2 separate regions of the Mus musculus genome follow, and region 1 is linked to region 2. Evidence: chromatin contacts called from public HiChIP or PLAC-seq data. All regions are on one chromosome and are shown on one strand. Each heading gives the region's core, a stretch centred on a gene start, on an enhancer-like site or on the middle of the called end of the contact. The rest is flanking DNA. Distances are from core to core; before and after follow the strand shown. Region 1 overlaps Polk (polymerase (DNA directed), kappa). Region 2 overlaps Sv2c (synaptic vesicle glycoprotein 2c).

The links. HiChIP or PLAC-seq counts read pairs in DNA pulled down with a chosen protein or histone mark.
Region 1: a FOXA1 HiChIP or PLAC-seq map of pancreatic cancer cells shows a contact between it and region 2. The contact joins two enhancer-like sites. A contact is called at or near these places in 1 of 115 datasets of contacts at active chromatin or transcription factors (pancreatic cancer cells) and 1 of 9 other capture datasets (embryonic stem cells).

The regions. Positions count from the first base shown.
Region 1 is chr13:96,519,419-96,524,926 of GRCm38.p6, reverse strand. The region is part of intron 1 of Polk (polymerase (DNA directed), kappa); the gene reads left to right. Among named protein-coding and RNA genes, the nearest start is that of Polk, 20 kb to the left of the region's middle. Within about 2 kb of position 2,881, at least 4 of the 459 cell types and tissues checked have an H3K27ac peak or open chromatin away from gene starts, as enhancers often do. A contact at or near this core is called in pancreatic cancer cells, where this site is marked.
Region 2 is chr13:96,037,996-96,044,098 of GRCm38.p6, reverse strand. All of the region lies in intron 3 of Sv2c (synaptic vesicle glycoprotein 2c), which reads left to right. Among named protein-coding and RNA genes, the nearest start is that of Sv2c, 92 kb to the left of the region's middle. Within about 2 kb of position 4,373, at least 2 of the 459 cell types and tissues checked have an H3K27ac peak or open chromatin away from gene starts, as enhancers often do. A contact at or near this core is called in pancreatic cancer cells, where this site is marked.

The DNA of each region.
Region 1 (5,508 bases), core at 1,632-4,131, 480 kb before region 2:
TTCACCCAAACACAAAAGAATATACTTTCTTTTCAGAAGCGTATAGAACTTTCTCGAAAACTATGTACTTGTATACAAAGCAGTAAGTCTCAACGGATACAAGAAAATTGAAGGGCTGGAGAGATGGCTCAGTGGTTAAGAGCACTGACTGCTCTTCCAGAGGTCCTGAGTTCAATTCCCAGCAACCACATGGTGGCTCACAACCATCTGTAATGGGATCTAATGCCCTCTTCTGGAGTATCTGAAGACAGCTACGATGTACTCACATAAATTAAATAAATAACTAAATCTTAAAAAAGAAAAGAAAAGAAGAAAGTTGAAATTAAAGCCTGCATCCTATCTGACGAACATGGATGAAATCTGGATATTATCAACAGCAGAAAGCTTAAAAACTCATAGAGACTGAGCGACTCACTTTGGAATGAAAAATGGGTGAAGACAGAAATCAAGAAAGAAACTATAAAACTTTTTAGAATTGAGTGATAATGAAAACACAACACATCCTATCCTAGGGGTCAGGATGTGGTCAGTTCTGAGAGGCAAGTTGATACCACTAAGTGTCTACATCACAAAATTGGACAGATCTCATATTAGAAACTTGGTAGCACCCCTGAAAGCTCTAGAACAACAACAGCAGCAGCAGCAAAATAACACTCAAAATAAGATGGCAAAAAATAAACTAAGGACTGAAGTCAATGAAATAGAAACAAAACAGGATAATACAAAGAATCAATGAAAGGAAGAGTTGGTGCTTTTGAGAAAATCAGTAAGATTGACAAACCCATAGTCAAGTTAACTAGTAGAAGGAAAGAGAAGATCAAATTAATACAGTTAGAGATGGAAAGGGGACATGACAACAGACACTGATGATATCCAGAGAATAAAAATACTTTAAAAATCTGTAATCTACTACACGGAAAGCATAAAAGAAATGGATAAATTTCTTGACATATATGGCTTTCCAAAGTTAAATCAAGATCAGATAAGGAATTTAAGCAGTCCTACAACCCCTGATGAAATAGAAGCAGCAATTAAAAGTTTCCTCATCCAAAAAGCTCAGGGACAGAGGGATTCAGTGCAGAATTCTATTAGATCTTCAGAACATAAATGTCAATACTCCTTAAATTATTCTACAAAGTAGAAACAGAAGTAACATTCCCCGATTCTTTTTATGGAGCCACAATTACCCCAATACCTAAGGATACAAAGACCAACAAAATGAATTACAAACCAATATCCTTTATAAACACAGGTGCAAAAAAAAAAATCAATAAAATACTTGCAAACCAAATTTAAGAACATATCAAAATTATTGCCCAGTTGTCTGATCAACTTGGCTTTAACCCAGAGAGCCAGAGATGGTTGAAGATACATAAATCAATATATGTAATATATCACATAAACAGACCAAAAGATAAAAACCACATGATCATCACATTAGATGCAGGAAGGCCTTTGACAAAAATCCATCATGCCTTTATGTTAAAAGTCCTGGAGAAACTAAGGATACAAAGGACACAGCAACACAGCAAGCTATGTTACAGCAATTCCAGAGAGAAACTTCAAGCATTTGTGCTGAAATGAGGACCAAGAGAAGACTGCCCACTCTCTCCACACATATTCAATACAGTACTTGAAGTCTTAGCTAGAGAGCCAACTGAAAGAGACCAGGGAAATACAAATAGAAAAGAAAAAGTCTGTGGTTTTTTATTTGCAGATAATGTGATTCTATACATAAAAGGCATTAAAAAGTCCATCGAGAAATTTCTACTGCTGATAAACACTCAGTAGCAGTATACAAAACACACAAAAGTCAGTAGCTTTCCCATATACAACTGTCAAACTGAGAAAACAGGGAAATAATACCATTCACAATAGCCTCTAAAAATATTTGGGGTAACTCTAATCATGCAAGTGAAAGACTTATATAATAAAAACTTTAAGACATTGAAGAAATAACTTATATACCAGAAGCTGGATAGATTTTTCATGGTCATAGATTGATGGGATTAATGTAATGAAAATGACCATCCTACCAAAAGCAATCTACAGACTCAACACAATTCCATCAATATTCCAACACTTTTCTTCACCACATTGAAAAAACAATTTTCAGATTCATATGGAAACTCAAAAAGTGCAAGATAACTAAAATAATATAACAATTCTGGTTAATAAAATAACTATTAGAAGTAATCACCATCTCCAATCTCAAGTAGGACTACAGAGCTATGTTAATAATAACATCATGGATTGGCATAAAAACAGACATGTTGATTAATGGAATTGAACTGAAGGCTTCAGACTAAAGTCCACACACTTACGGATACTTGATTTTTTTTTTTTAACAAGCCAGAAGTACACACTGAAAAAAAAAAGACAGCATCTTCAGCAAATGGTGCTGTTAAACCAAATGGCTGCATGTAGAAGAATGTGAATAGATCCATATTTATCACCCTGCACAAAATAGTTCCAAATGGGTCAAAGGTCTCAATATAAGGCCCTGATTCTGGTACGAGAGATGGGAAATAGTGTTGAACTCATGACACAGGAAAACTTAACAAGACACTAATAGCACAGGCACTAAAACCAACAATAAATGGAACCTCATAAGACCGAAGAGCTTCTGTATGGCCAAGGACACCATCCATTAGGCAAAGCAGCAAGCTACACATTATGAAAGGTCTATACCAATTACATATCTGAGTGTGTGTGTGTGTCCCAAGTTGATTGTAGAGTACAGAACTAAACAGTTCTCAAAAGATGAAACACAATTGGTTGAGAAGCACTTTAAAAAAACGTTCAACACCCTTAGTCATCAGGGAAATGCAAATCAAAACTACTTTCTGACTCGCACCAGTCCCATTGGCCAAAATCAATAAAACAAATAACAGCTCATACTTGTGAGGATGTGGGGTTGGGGAACTCTTCTTGCTGATGACACACAAACTTGTACAGCCACCGTGAGGATCAATGTGGTGGTTCCTTGGGAATCTGAAAATCATTCCACTTCAAGATCCAGCTAGATCACTCTTGGGCATATATCCAAAGGATCTCTACGTCCAACCCAGAGATACTTACTTGTTCATGGATTTTCTACTCATAATCACCAGAAATTTATGACAGCTAAGCTGTCCATTAATTGATACGCGAATAATGGAATGTACATTTACGGGATGGAATGTTCAGCTTGTTTTAAAAAGTTTTTAAATTTCAGATAAATGGATCAATCTAGAAACCGAGACCCAAAGTGACAAACACTATGTTTTTTCTTATATGTGGATCTTAGCTTTTAAGCTGTCAATGTGTGCTCTACAGTCTGTATATCCACAGAGATTAGGTACCTAGTAAGGGACTGGGGAAAAGAGAGGACCTCCCAGGGAAGAGAATTTAGGGTATATTGTTATAAAGGAACAGTGGTAAGAGGAAGCCCTCCTAGCGTGGTAGGCCTAAATGTGGAGAGGAAAGGAGAAGTGAGGGAGGATGTGGGGGGGGGGGACTGACACTAGAGCCATTTGAGGGGCCATATGGAAACCTACTACTATAGACACTTCTTAAAATATATACATATATGAAAGAAATCAAAATGAAGTCGTCAAGTAAGAGGCAATGCCACAACTAGAATCTTATGCCACCATGTAAAACCTCCCGTCCCCAGAATAGGTTACATCTATTTAAATCGTTGGCCAAAGTGACACCAAAGAAATTGCCAAATATCTCAGGCTATTTCTAAAGCTATTTGTTGTTTTCCAAAACTGTTGGTAATTCCTTACTGCTGATACAGAACTTATATAATTCCATCAAACATGGTAATGTAGAGATGGTGCCTCACTAGAGGCTTCATCCTGAATGCCTCATGTTCATGGTACTGGAAAGTACTCATTCATGCGACTGGAGGAGAGGGGGAACTATCAACCCAGCTACAAACCCTGTAATCTGTAATGGTGATCTGCCAACAAGAGCTGCTGCTGTAATAGTGGCATAAACATTTGGAAGTAACCCACCACTCTGATTGGACTTAAGTACACTCCACGAGATGGCACCTGTGTCTGACAACACTGTGGTGGCCAAGAACCCTAGACTAGATAGGCCCTGGGCCTAATGGAAAAACCAGTATTGCTGTTCAGAACAGTAATAAAAAACAACAGTGGTCTTCAGTTTGTGATCCACAGTTTGAGAACCACTGTTCTAACCATATATTATATAAGGCAGTATAATATCTCCGAATAACATTCTGCTATACCCATAGATGAGTCCCTCACTCATCCCTCATCAGAGAAACAACTTCATGCAGTAGATGGGAACTAACACAGAGAACCACAGCTGGGCAGTATGCAGGAAGTAAAAGATTCTGGAGCACTGTCTTAAATAGATGTCTTCATCAAGCCATTCCCTTAGCACACAGGGAACTGTAACAGACGAGGCAGAAAGAAGTAAGAGCTAGAGGGGATGAAAGACTCCAAGCAAACAGGGTCCTCGGAACAGGACAGATTCACATAGAAACTCAGAGAGACTGTGGCCACACACACTGCCTGCACAGGTTCAAGCCTAGATGGTCCCACTGCTGAGAAGAGGACTAGGACCCGAGTCCCCAACCCTCACCAAGAAGCAATCTGTACTTGATATCTGCTTGCAACTGAAAGTGTATTTTCCCCAATGGAGTTTCCTGGGTATATTAACCATACTTCAGGGTAGGCCCCACACCTAGCAGTCAATGTCCAACACAAAATGTACCCAAAGTTTTTGTAGACTTTCTGTCTCAAATTGCTTCGATTGGGCATTTTTTTGCCTTACTGGTCTTTTGCTTGCTTATTTTGGTTTCGTGTGTGTGTGTGTGTGTGTGTGTGTGTGTGTGTGTGTGTGTGTTTCTAAGTTTTTTGTTTGATTGGGATTTTTTTTTTTGCTGTTGTTTTAATGAGAGAATGAAAGGGTATGAATTTGGGTTGGTGAGGAGCACATTAAAAAAAAACCTTTTCTATAGAAAAAAATGAGGTATGGACTTGGGTATTTTTTTTTAACAAATGTGTAGTCATTTTCCAGCAAATTTATGTTAGCAGACTTGTTCCGAGACTCCTCTTTTTCTATCTGCAATAGTAATATCTGTCTTTTAGGGCTATTTAGCACACATATGGAGGGCAGCAAACAGCATAGCTGGCACAAAACATGCAGGAAATGTTCATCCCATGTTTCCCAAAAGATAGAAAGCTGAGGATAATAATGGCAAGGATTTGAGTAGGGTCTGGTTTTGGTTTTGGTTTTAGTTTTAGTTGAGGGGTGGGGTTGGGGAGTGGGGTGTGTTATTCAAGACAGGGTTTCTCTGTGTAACCCTGGCTCTCCTGGAAATCACTCTGTATACCAGGCCAGCCTCGAACTCACAGAGATCCATCTACCTACCTTTGCTTCCCAAGTGCTGGGATTAGCAGTGTTCACCACCACCTCTAGCTGAGGAGTAATTTTTCAAGAACTTGGAAATGGTTTTGTTTGTTCAGACAGGGTTGCATGTAGCTT
Region 2 (6,103 bases), core at 3,124-5,623:
CCCCATAAGTCTCATATATTTGAATGCTTGGTCCCTAGTTGGTGGAACTGTTTGGGGAGGATTAGGAGGTGGGCCTTGTGTGTCACTAAGGCCTTGCTGTTTTGGAGAATTTAGTCAGTGATTGATTGACTCTGTTACTTTGGGGCCTGTGGCAAAGCAGTACATAAAAAAGAAGGTAGCCTGTGGTAGAGTAAACTGCTCACCTCATGCAAGCTGGGAAGTAAAAAAGAGAGATCTTGGAGGAGAACCTAGAACTACTTTACTAAGAAGCACAGTCCCTAACTAATAAATATTTGTCTTTATGCCCACAGAGAAGTATAGTCCTCCCACTCATCAAGGAAGTTTTCCTTTTGACATATGAAGACTGCTACAGAAAGCCATAACCAATCAAAATACAGAGTTGTGGAGCCCAGTCCTAACTGACACATCTAAGGCCCCCACACCAGGAACAGGGAACATTACAGAGAGGGGACAGGGGATTGTAAGAGCCAGAGGATCAGGGCGTTTGCCATGAGGTTATCTCCTGGTAATGTCAGAAGCTGCATCCATAAAGTCTCACCAACATGGCTGCCTAAACACAAGCTGAGCAAGGGCAACAATGGGCATCCCAGAATGGATGGGGATGAAACATGAGGCCTCAACCCTATACAAGGAACTAGAGGCAACTAAGGAAAGCTGAGAGTGGGCATCTTTACCAGTGGAAAGCACACCAATTGGCTGTCCAACAACAAACAGTCAGCCCTGAAAGCATACGTACAAATGACAATATTCAGATTAAGCAGGAGAGAGAGAGAGAGAGAAAGAGAGAGAGAGAGAGAGAGAGAGAGAGAGAGAGAGAGAGAGAGAGAGAGAAACAATTAGTGAAAAAAGAGGCCATGAATTTGAAAGAAGCCAAGGAGGGTTTAATGGGAAGACCTGGACAGAGGAAAGGGAGGGGGAGAATTCTGTAATTATACTGTAATATCAAAACCAGAAGAAATATTTTGAAGAGACTGGAAGATGATGGTTCAAATACTCCCTTCCATAGCACATCCCCAGTGGCCATGACACCTCCCACTCGATGCCACCTCATAGAAGTTAGCACCTGTCAACGTTGAGTAGGCTGGGGACAAAGCCTGGGATGCTTGGGTCTTTGGAGAAAATTTATCAAGCCAAAGCAGCCTGTACAATTCCATATGACATGGTCCAGGAACCCATTTGTACCCTCCCTTTTGGACTGGAGCATTGTGGGAGTTAAGACAGTCAGGCTTTCCTGCTTCTAAAAAATCTGTGCAGATAATAATCCTTGGCATCTTCCGTCACCTACTACACACTAACCTGCTTCACATTTCCCAAAAAAGGGGGGTTCCTGCCAGCAAGACTGGTGTGCTCTTTGTCTTGCACAATATCCCACCCCATCTTGTCTTAGATTTCAATACCTGTATTGAATCATATATACACCTAAGAAAGTGTGTGTACTGGATGGAAGTCCCAACTTATTCTAGGAATGCAATTCAGTATATAACTTCTTACTTTTATAGTTTTATAAATATTGTTGTAAAAACCTGAAGTTAATGTTACTTATTAATTATTTAAAATTGTATTGTTTCAACTCTGAAGTGCCAATTATCAATATTCAAGTTCATTTGTGCAAATTTATATAAATTTATAACTGGATAATTTTCTTCCTGTATAATGTGGATTCTAATGGTTATTACTTCTGTGGCTCGTATTACCAAGGGTAACTAAGATTTGACATTTTTAGAAGCTCATAGGATAGACTTAATGTCTGTGCTGAGGAAGTTCCTTTGAGCCACTCTACTCTGATTGCTTCGTTTATGTAAACATTCCATCACAGATTACCTTGAAAGTAAGGATCCTGGGCAGCTTTTAATAACTATCGTGACATAATGAACAATAAGCTTTCCATGCTAAGGGAATTAATTTATGGAGGTCTCACCCATCAAGTAGTATAAAAGATAATTATCTAATCCTCACGTTATGGATTTTTAAAATATAAAACCAATTATATTTTCATATTATATCTCCATTCACTGTAATTGTTTCGTATCCTCAACACTGTTGATAATTGGAGGTGGGTAATTCTTTTTTCCTGGGGACCTGTACTACTCATGGAGAGATCTCTAGCACCCTCCCTGGCCTCTACCCTCTTGATACCAGAAGCACCTCCTCAGTTAGTTAGGGAAACTAACAATGCCTCTGGATAGTTCTAGACATCTAAAGATAACCCCAGTCATGGTTAAAGGAGACAACCAAAACCAAACCAAACCAAACCAAACAAACAAACACTTTTAAGAGCTACTGATACATGCACTGTGAGAACTCCCACCAAAATATTTATCTCTGGTGTGTTCTCAGAAATTATATCATAATGTGGCAGGCACCATCAACAAGAACTAGTAGTTAGGCATGTTGTCCCCTTGTGGTTTTCCTTTTGACTAGCATATGGGTTTCATTGCATTCCCATACATGCATAGCATCGTGCTTTGCTCCTGTTTGCCTTCTCAGCCTCTCTTGTCCGCCCCACCCCCTGTAGTCCTCCCTCTCCCCCGATGTGTCTTCCTTCTGCTTTGGGGCTATATGTACTGTTTTGATAATCTATTTCTGTGTATGAGAGAAAACTTGTTTGTCTTTCTCAGTCTTTTTATTTTGACAGTAGGAAGATCCCATGAAATCTACAAATTACATAAGTTCATTCTTCCTCATGTCCAAATGCAGCTGGGCTGTGTATATTCACAACACTTTCTTTATCCACTCACCAATAGAACACTTCCCTAATAAAAGAAGAACACCCAACCCAAAATATTAATAGTTGGTAGACAGTTGTTCTATACCTGGACTGTTGTGAACAGTGTCGCAGTGAACTTGGGTATGCAGGTGCCACTGTAGTATGCTGATTTAGACTCCTTTTATATAAACCAAGAAGTATTATAGTAGGATTGTATATGGCAATTCCTATTTCATATTTTTAGGAACTCCAGAATAGTGGTTTATATACTGATTGAGCAACTTTCGTAAGCTTTGACTTTTCAAAAGCTACTTTTAACATGTTAAATGCTTTAACCTCACACTAGCCTACAACCCGCCAGAGGTAGTGGGAAGGAAAGGTTAATAAAGCAAATGCAGATGTGGATCTGTTTAGAAATATTTCTTTGGAGCAAATCCAATCTGCGTTGTTAGGATATCAACAGTTCAGTTCACAGGCAGCAGCAGCTCGATTCTCTCACAAACACCATTCACCAATCAGCAACAGCTGGTTGATCCAGAAGAAACTGCAAGGCTCTGCCAATTGACCCAGATTTGAGGATGTGGCAAGAAGCCACCAGTGGCCTGAATCTGTAGAAGCAGCAAAAAGTCACCACAACACCATCCGAAGTTTTTGGTGTGTTTCTCTCCATTAAGTCATGACAAATGATGACAAACAAACAAAGAATGCAAAGGCGTACTAATACCATACAACATCGGCAAAGCCCAGTGGTGACCAACAAAGAATAGCAAGGCAAACCAACACCATTCAGTGTCATCCACTGTCCGTTGGGCTTTATTTATATCCTTCCCAAACATCACGTGCTCTCTCAAGCCTCTGCTCTAACAAAACATCACATGCCCCTTTTCTAGGCTGCCTCCAGAAAAATACCACATGTCTGTTCTCAGCAAAACATCCTCCTACGTGTCTGCTCCTATGTGTCTACATGTATCCTCCCACAAGACAGTTTCCAGAAAAACAAACACATGACACAACTGAGTCGCCAAAGAAACCAGAAATCTCGACTACCAACTTATAATCACCAGCTGTGTTTAAAGGCTCCATTTCCACCTTCTCTTAGTCCATATTTTTAAAATTTTCTGTTTGTCTGCCTTTCTGTCTCCCTGTCTTTTTTCTCTCTTTCTTTCTTTCTTTCTTTCTTTCTTTCTTTCTTCCTTTCTTTCTTTCTTTCTTTCTTTCTTTCTTTCTTTCTTTCTTTCTTTCTTCCTTTCCTTCTGGTAAATTCTGACTTGACCCTCACTGAAAATGTTAATATAAAACAGCAACGGAAAACCTTTTTAAATTTATAAGCAATGGAGGCTGGGCTGTGGGGCAGCTTCATCTTGGTATCACTATTTTTTTTTGTAGGAACTAAATTGTATTTACAAGACATAAAAGTACCTGCCTTCCCCTCTTATCAAGAAATTTTTATTGATGATAATTATTGAAGCTACAACATTTTTATGAAAGGCACACAGGTGTTTTAAGAGCTCCTGGGGTATCCGTCAGGGTTGCCCAGTGCTTTCTGATCAGCTCCAAGTGAGATAAGGCACAGTGACTACAGTACAAGGTAACTCAGGAATGCTGGGAAGTATGCTGACTCATACCATGATTCAGTACTGGCATCTTGACATCCCCTGCTTTTGCATGGTCATATTGATTTAGGAAGTGGTGTGTGCCCTTGTTTTTCAGGACCTTTAAGTCATCAAAACAGCATAGTCCAGGAGAGTGTGCTGGTGTGTTATTTCACCATGAAAAAGTCTGAAAGGCTTAGGAGAAAATATGTGGTGCACACCCCCTGGGCCAGGTGATGGGTGCACAAGATGCACACCAGGCAGTGTGCACCTTCTCTTTGCATAGAGGGTGAAACACCACAGACAGGCAACATTTCAGCACAATAAGGATGGGTTTCCTCTGAATAAATCAACCTACAGAAGATGGTAATGTTAGATGGCCGGCCACAATATGAGTGAGTGTTTGGATTGCTTTATAGATCTTGAAGAATAGAGACAGTTTGAAAGGATTTGCTAGCACTCCACACTACCTCCTCAGAGTCATTTATTTTTTATTTTTATGTTTTGTTTTTTCAAGACAGGGTTTCTCTGTGTAGTCCTGGCTGTCCTGGAACTCACTCTGTAGACCAGGCTGGCCTCAAACTCAGAAATCCGCCTGCCTCTGCCTCCCAAGTGCTGGAATTAAAGACATGCACCACCACGCCTGGCTAGATTCATTTATTTTTAATTAGAGTTCTTTGCAGCGTGGTGTACAGATGAGAGCTATCCATGCAAAAAGGACCACCTTAGAAAAAGACAATGAAGCAAAATCAGCTCGATTACTGAATACTTCGAGCATTTTTTTCTCCCTTTACTTCTCACTTATTGCAAACTTAACAGGCAGTCTTAAATTTTTAGCCATGTCAGAATACATTTATCTCAGTTCCAAGGTGCCCGACATGCCTTGGCATGTAATTTTGCTTTCATGAAGTATGAGTTAAAGCTGTTCCCTTCAGAGTGTCTAGTATCCTGATAAAACACTAATTAAGATATGGAGAGTCTATCAAAACTAGGGATTCTTTTATGCCCTGAAAATCGATGCCAGGGCTAGAGACATGACCCAGTGGGTAAAGGTATTTGCTATGCATGCAATCATGGGGATCTGAATGTGAATCCCCCCTCAAGCCGTGTGAAAGCTGACTGCATGGTGTGAGCATGGAGAGAGGTGGGAGGTGGAGACAAGAGAAGCCCTGGAAGTTTGCAGGAGAGCCAAGCTGTCATGTTTACGGGGGACCAAGCAACCTGAAGAGAGTCTGTCTCTTACTAGGTAGGAAGCAAGGACCAACACCTGGATCTGTCTTCAGACCTCCAAATGTGCTCTCTCTCTCTCTCTCTCTCTCTCACACACACACACACACACACACACACAGACACACACACATATATATACACACGGGGTGATGCTGTAGAAGAGGGAGATTATGTCACAGAAAATATAGATTCTACACAGCAGATGGAAAAGCAATGGCATGAGATGATTTGTGAGAGAGACATTCTATTTCCCACGAATATCCTGGGTTGTAATGTAACCATTAAAAGCTGTTCAAACATTGTTGAAACTTAAAACTGACCTAGTATGTGCTCCTCAAAAAACCAGACAGAGAATTATAAGTGCACTCTGGTCTAGAGCCAGCCAGTTCTCACTGGCTAATCTACCACATGCTTGTTTCCTGCTTGAGGATTTGGCTGATGAACTGGGACCTGGTTGCTGCCCATGTGTGCGCTGATGTTAATCACTGTGTGTTTAATAAAAGACGTTTGCAGTCACCCCACTAGGAATTTACGGTAGTCACAATATTCACAT